Regions from separate parts of the Danio rerio genome. Here region 2 is linked to region 1. The links are chromatin contacts, called in public Micro-C maps. All regions are on one chromosome and are shown on one strand. The core of a region is the stretch at or near the end of the contact, and the rest is flanking DNA. Distances in the headings are between cores, read along the strand shown.

Region 1 (3,250 bases), core at 502-3,001:
GAGAAGCTTTGCAGCCATTAGTAAAACTGATGTTTCCCTGATTGCTAACATGTTTTTCTTTCACTCATTTGAATGTGTAGACATCCATTGATGCGGTGGTATAATATTAGTTGCGCTTGCTACGAAAGCACATCGCTATTGCTTGTAGATGCAGGTTGGCCTTTTAATCAACCTTCAACCTTCTTATTGCTATAAAAATAATACCTCAGAAAACTTTTATTTAGCACTCCATTTTCTGTATGATTCAGGTTCAAACTGATACCAGCTGCACAAAACAGAGCGCATAAGAGACATGACGTGATGCGGATCTGCAAATCACAACTCAGTAGATTACAGTAGCTGACCAATTAGAGGAAAGATATGGCGGAAAATAACATGATTATTTGCAAATGAAGCATGAGTACACCTTTTACCCCCAATAAACGCAACCAAACCTTACAATATAAATAAACACTGCACCACCCGTTTAAGTTATAGAAGACAAAATAAATAAAAAAAAAAATCATTAGTTACACGTTATTCTAATGTGTCGTTGTTCCATTGTAACTATTCATTTACCAATTGAGTAATATTATTCAAAATATGGGTTCTATTTAGGTTTAGCTACATCTGATTATGTATATTTTGATTGTAATTACTATAGTAAAGTGGAGGGAAAATGTGTATCTACATCACCTTGAAGACAGTGTTACCAAAACTTTATTCTTATTCTTTACTGCTGAACACAGCTGTATTGATAAATATTTTATTTTATTATACACACACACACAGTTAAAATCAGAATTATTAGTCACCTTGAATTATTATTCAAGACTTAGTTTTATTATTTTTTATTATTCATCCGATTTAGTGACGAAGGTGAATGACAGCTCACCCGACCAATGGTAGCACACCTGAAACAGGATAGGACCACAACAAGAGAGAGAAGAGCGCAAAGCAGAAAACAACAAAAAATACTACAAAACATATGTGAAACGTAACAGCCCCCCTGTTAATTATTTCTGTTTAACAGGGAGATTTTTTTCAACACATTTCTAAAAATAATAGTTTTAATAACTCATTTCTAATATCTGATTTATTTTATCTTTGCCATGATGACAGTGAATAATATTTTACTAGATATTTTTCAAGACACTTCTACACAGCTTAAAGTGACATTTAAAGGCTTAACTAGGTTAATTAGGTTAACTAAGCAGATTAGGGTAAATAGGCAGGTTATTGTATAACGATTGTTCTGTAGACTATCGGGAAAAAAATAGCCTAAAGGGGCTAATAAATTTGTCCTTAAAATGGTGTTTGAAAAATTAAAAACGGCTTTTATTCTAGACAAAATAAAACAAATAAGTTTTTCTCCAGACGAACAATATTATCAGACATACTGTGAAGAAGTCCTTGCACTGTTAAACATCATTTGAGAAATCTCTAAAAAAGAGAAATGCTGTAGAAATATTTTTCATTTTTAGTTCATGTTGGTATAATGAAACCTTTTGTAAAGTTCAACTTACTTAAGCTTTTGTTGTTATGTGGTTTCTGAGCAATACTTGTCAATCAAAGCAAAAAATCAGCAACACCCTGGCACTGATTCAGTGATTTTACACAGGCAAAAGAGTTTGCATCCAGAAAATATACAAGTCTGCTTAAATTTTATAGCTCTTTTTATTTCTCAATAGAGACAATTGAGACTCAGTAAATAGGTTTATTGTTTTGTTGTGGCTTGTTTTGCCACTTGTGCATGTTTGAGTTTATGAGAATGACTCATGACATCATTACTCCTAAACCAAACAATGGTATTTTATTGAGCGGATCCTCAGAGACAACTTGCATTTACAGACTGTCTTTCCATCAGACCAGTCAACTATTGCCACTAAGAAATAAGAGCGTAGATGCTCCTTGAATATGGAGTAAAATTTGTGCCAATCTTTTACAAAAAAATCTAGCATTTTGAAGAGAAAAAAACACTATCCACTTTGCAAACAATCACCCGACCCGCAAACAAACAGAAACCACTTAACAAAAACAAAATAAAATATGTAAAATATAAAAAATTTAATATTAAAATTCGTATTGTTTGTAATCATATTTGTAAAACATGATACACTGAAAAAAGTATTCATTGGATTTACTTTTTTTTTTTTTTTTTTTTTTTTTAGGGTAAGTTGTTGCAAGCAAATGATAAGGGCTGAATTTAAACAAACAAATTAAATGTAGTTTTTCAATCTAATTTGATTGTTTAAATTCAGCCCAAATAAATTATTTGCAACAACTTACCTTAAAAGGACCAAAAAGGGCAATGAGGCGGAGCTACAGATGCCTGCTAGCATTTTGCTTTGATGAGTTTTTCTTTGAGAGAAACGCTTAATCCTTCAGTACCTGCGACTCAATACTTTATTACCTCGATACTATATCAATAAAGTGTTTATTGTGTTTGGTCGTTTCAAAACACTGTTGTAATTCCTTGAGCCACTAAACCTTGTTCTTTCTACAGGTGTAAAATAATTAATTCCAAATTCTTCAAATGTAATCTGTATTTATGAAATCCAGGCATAACACTATGACAATGTTAACATTTAATCTGTCAGATTTTGGTGTGTAAAATTCTAAATAAAATCATAAATGATAAATAAGTGATCCTAAATAAAACAAAAACATTCATAGATAAGTATGTAAGAATTTCACTCATATGGGAAATGGAGGCCAAAAGTGAGCCCAATTAAGTGCACAGCATGCCATATTTTCTGATAATTCTAAAAAATAGTCCCACATAAAACAAAACAAAAATACGATGGATTTACCAAGTTCACTGGCTTATCAGCCGGAATCAGCTGAGGTGACGTGACGACCAGCAGCGAGACCTTGCTGTCACTTGAGTGGCCACACCCTCAATTATGCGGACTTAATATAAATGAAATAAATGACTTCTAAAAAATTCACCACCTCACAGTTGTCATCAAGGATAATACAAGCTAAACCATCTTTTGTACCAGGCTGCAAACATGTTTTTATCAGCTGTAAAATTCACTAATTTAGCATAGTAGTCAATGAACATCTGAAGTTTCTAGAGCCAGCCCCCAAAGGCCAGTCGATGAATTGCAATTTCAGTTACTTCCGTATTGGCTTCACGAGAGAGAGCGGGATGTTGCGGCTTGGTTTTTCAGTGTACATTTCTTTAACACCACTGGGTTTTTGCTCAAACTGACAGTTTCTGCAAAGTGCTTTCTGTTTGTTTGCAAGTCAAAGATTCTTTGCAAAG
Region 2 (3,624 bases), core at 684-3,183, 49 kb after region 1:
TCGATAGGTACTTTTCAGGATCACTAAATCTGGATAACCAGTGCTCAAACAGGATAGGACATCACAATGTAGAACTATAGATATGTAAAGAGTAGAATAGCCAGCATGGGGTCAATATAACTTTACTTTTATTTGAAATGAAAACTAAGAAAATTTGATAATTATTAAAATAATAATAAATAATAATAAAAACAAGAAAAACAACACCCCATCCTCCTTAAGCAGTCTGCTCATTTGAGACCTACAACACTGTACATTGAGGATATTTATAATAAGTTTCAAATATAGATGTAAATAAAAAAAAGACTTAATGTCAAAAACTCCACAATAAGTTCAGACTTCCTCATCTGATGAGGAGAGACCAGCTTGTCTGAGCATAGCCTTTAGGAGGCGGATCTCATGTCATTGGCCTTGGTTTGCTGCAGTTTGGATAGAGTCAGTTGTTTCTCTGCCAGACGAAGCTGTGCTTCTGCCCTTTCAGTCTCTCTTTTTGCAATTGTTGAAAGAGATTACAAAAATCAGTGATTGCCATTCTTTGCATTTTTTTATTTATTCTGTGTTCATTGCATGCATCACTAATAAATATTCTAAAAAGAAAAATATTTTCCACTGTGATGAATATATATATATATATATATATATATATATATATATATATATATATATATATATATATATATATATATATATATATATATATATATATATATATATATATATCAATTAGTGAAAGAATAAAATTTATTCTTTTTGGTCAGTTTTGACAGCTGTTTGGGGGATTATTTTATGAGGCCAAACTCTATTTTGCTGTAGGCCTATACTAAAAGGCTGAATACGTTAAAGCCTATACTCACTATAGCCTGAAGGATGAACAAATAAAATGAAAACCTTATGAATAAATAGTATATCTCACAAGATACTGTATGATCCAAAAATAATAATACTTAATACATTTTTTAAGTTTTCATTACATTTTGGGCATGAAATCCATGCTAAATCCATCCTTCTGATGGGATCAGTTTAATCCAGGTTTTTTGGATCAAAGTGATCAAGATCCTACAAAAAAAGGTCTGAAAAACCCAAACTAAAGGTTTGATCCGGATCAAAACCAAGATTGGATTACGTGATCTAATCCGTTTTTTCTTTTGAAAAACCCATTTTCAAGATTGAATCCCTTATCCAAAATCCTAGTGGATTACTTTTGAAAAACCGGGCCCAGGTGACACATTGAGGTATTATGAAGGAAAACGATTGGTCCATGTAAGAAATTGAGCATTATTAACAATATTATTAGCTTCAACAATCAAACAGTTCTTGGCACATGTGTGACTGTAGTTTGTTTGTAGTCCAGTCTCTTTTTACGACCTTTTTGAGTGAACTATCCCTTTAGATTACAATATTCTTAAAAAATCATTACTAAGCAACACATAACATAGCACTTTGTAAAAGGTTATGAGACTGTCGTGAACTGAGGCTTTACACAGTGTTTAACTAACTGCATCTGAAAATATTGTTTAAACATCCAAATTATGGTGCAGAGCCTGGGAGAGTTTCATAATTACAACACTGTAATGAGTGAGAATGAAGATTCCCAATAGACGAAACAGACTAAGCAGTTCAATTAGCCAAGGAAAGCTGAAAAACAGGTATTTTCTATACTATATGAAATAGCACTCTATAAACATGGGCGTTAAAGTCTCAAGAGGTTAGATTCAATATTGTACAAACCATTTTATAGAAATATATAACCAGTTTTAGCAGTTTTTAGATATTTTAAATGAAAGAGATCTTAGTGATTTTGCATTTAAATGGATTTAATGCACAAATTCCAGCCAATCAGACTCAAGAATTCACAGACCATGGTATAAACTGAAAGAGCAGCTTGTCTAGCGCTAAGTGAGAGAGAGACTGAGACTCTACATTCCATTACACCCACGTGAACAGCTATCTACCTTCAGACTACTACTGAAAAACACTTCACTAACCCAACCATCCTGCATTCAGACTAATACTGAGAAACAATTCATGAACTCAACCATCCAGACACACACGCTCGGGGCTGTTTGTGTTCAACCATGTTTGTTTTGTTACATTTCCTTTTCTTCTTCTTGGGATGAAAGAGAAAATCCAGCCGATATGTCCTGGCAATTTGGCAATAATTTACAGGGTAAAATTTCCCGGTTGCCTAGAAGTGGTTTTATGAGGGGGAGACAGAATGAGCGGATGACAGGGGGAGAATGGCATTCTATAAATAATTCTCTCTTTATGACAGGTTATAATTTCTATTATGATCGTCTCGACTGCAGTCGTCAATCAGCTTGTCAGTAAATAATAATGTACACGTTGGATCAGAAAGTCTTTTTGTGTCTGCCTCGTGTGACAGTTTGATGAGGAGAAATTATTCTTTAGGTTGTTGCAACGTCTGTGGTTGTACAGTGAGATGTAGCATTATTCTGCTGTTCGGAAAATTTCCAGCCAGTCTGTAAAAATAGTTTTCTCTGCGCATGAGGTTCTGCTGCAGCCAAAATGTAGGGAGAAATCCCAATATAATTACACTCTTTAAAACAACATCATTATAAGCTATGGTTCAGTGCTTCCCTTTCTAGAGATTTTGAAAAATGAAGGTGGCTTCAGACTGGTTTTAACTTGCGGTCTCTCTTTCAGTACCACACAATAAGTGATCCATAGAGTGTCCGTGGATGAAATGGTTACAGCTTTCCTCAATGAAAGGCAGGCCACTACTGAGGAGATGGCTTTAGTAAGCAATGCACTGGCTGCTTACTCCTTCATAGCAGGTAAAAACTCTTTTTTTATTTGCTTTTTTTCCCCCAACTTAAGCACATTTATCAATTTTTAATAGTTGAGTTGAATGTTTTAAAATACTTAGCAGCAAAACATGGTGCTGAACATCTATTTGTGTTAATCGCTCAGCGCTTTTGTCTGGTCGCTGTGAGTTGAATGTCCAGCAAGCACAGTGCTCATAAATGTCACTTTTTACTCAAACGTTCAAATCACGGAGGAGAGGGGCAGGGCAAATACCACAACGCATGTCAAAACATCCTTGTTGCAAGTTGTACGATATGAGGAGTAATCACATCAATGGACAAATAGAGGGAAGACAATAATATTGTTGAAAACCTTCTGTTTCAATATTGTAATTTTAAAATTCTATATCAGTATCAAATCATCAGTTGCTTTAAAATGTTACTTTCTGTGAATATTTGGACATACTACTAATTTTGCATTTTGTACTTACTAAATAGTATAGACTAGGCACGTTCAAATGCAGTGATGAGTTGCTACTGACAGACAGAAGATAATACACAGTAGGCTATACGGTAAATGTAGTACTTTTTGATTTAATTCATAAATAGGCTAATATACTTCTTTGCAGTGGTAATATAATTACTTGTTTAAACTCAACAACCTACTCAAGATAGTATGAAAATTTCATCCAGCAGTGAAAATAATTTTTAAGACCCGTTTTGATGGCCTTTTTTTCAAACTCTCTTTATTTTAATGACTATTATGTTTGTTAAATCTGGCTTTCCATCAGCAGGGGCGCCCCCAAGGGCCACCCTTGTGTAAACTCTGGCCACCCCAAAATGATTTTGCTGTGGATAT

What was found. Hi-C and Micro-C count contacts between places; a contact is called where the count stands out from the background.
Region 2: a Micro-C map of caudal fin shows a contact between it and region 1, with 3 times the contacts expected there. The contact joins two enhancer-like sites. A contact is called at or near these places in 9 of 18 Hi-C or Micro-C datasets (caudal fin, embryo, fibroblasts and 2 more) and 1 of 4 datasets of contacts at active chromatin or transcription factors (caudal fin).

The regions. Positions count from the first base shown.
Region 1 is chr17:34,256,215-34,259,464 of GRCz12tu, forward strand. No RefSeq gene overlaps it. Among named protein-coding and RNA genes, the nearest start is that of eva1ab, 18 kb to the right of the region's middle. Within about 2 kb of position 1,752, at least 1 of the 62 cell types and tissues checked has an H3K27ac peak or open chromatin away from gene starts, as enhancers often do. A contact at or near this core is called in caudal fin, where this site is marked.
Region 2 is chr17:34,305,313-34,308,936 of GRCz12tu, forward strand. eva1ab (eva-1 homolog A, regulator of programmed cell death b) reads left to right here. Exons shown (of 4, transcript NM_001076587.3): 3 at 2,665-2,795. The coding sequence starts at 2,705. The region is part of intron 1 of LOC141378616 (a long non-coding RNA gene); the gene reads right to left. Among named protein-coding and RNA genes, the nearest start is that of xkr5b, 19 kb to the right of the region's middle. Within about 2 kb of position 1,934, at least 2 of the 62 cell types and tissues checked have an H3K27ac peak or open chromatin away from gene starts, as enhancers often do. A contact at or near this core is called in caudal fin, where this site is marked.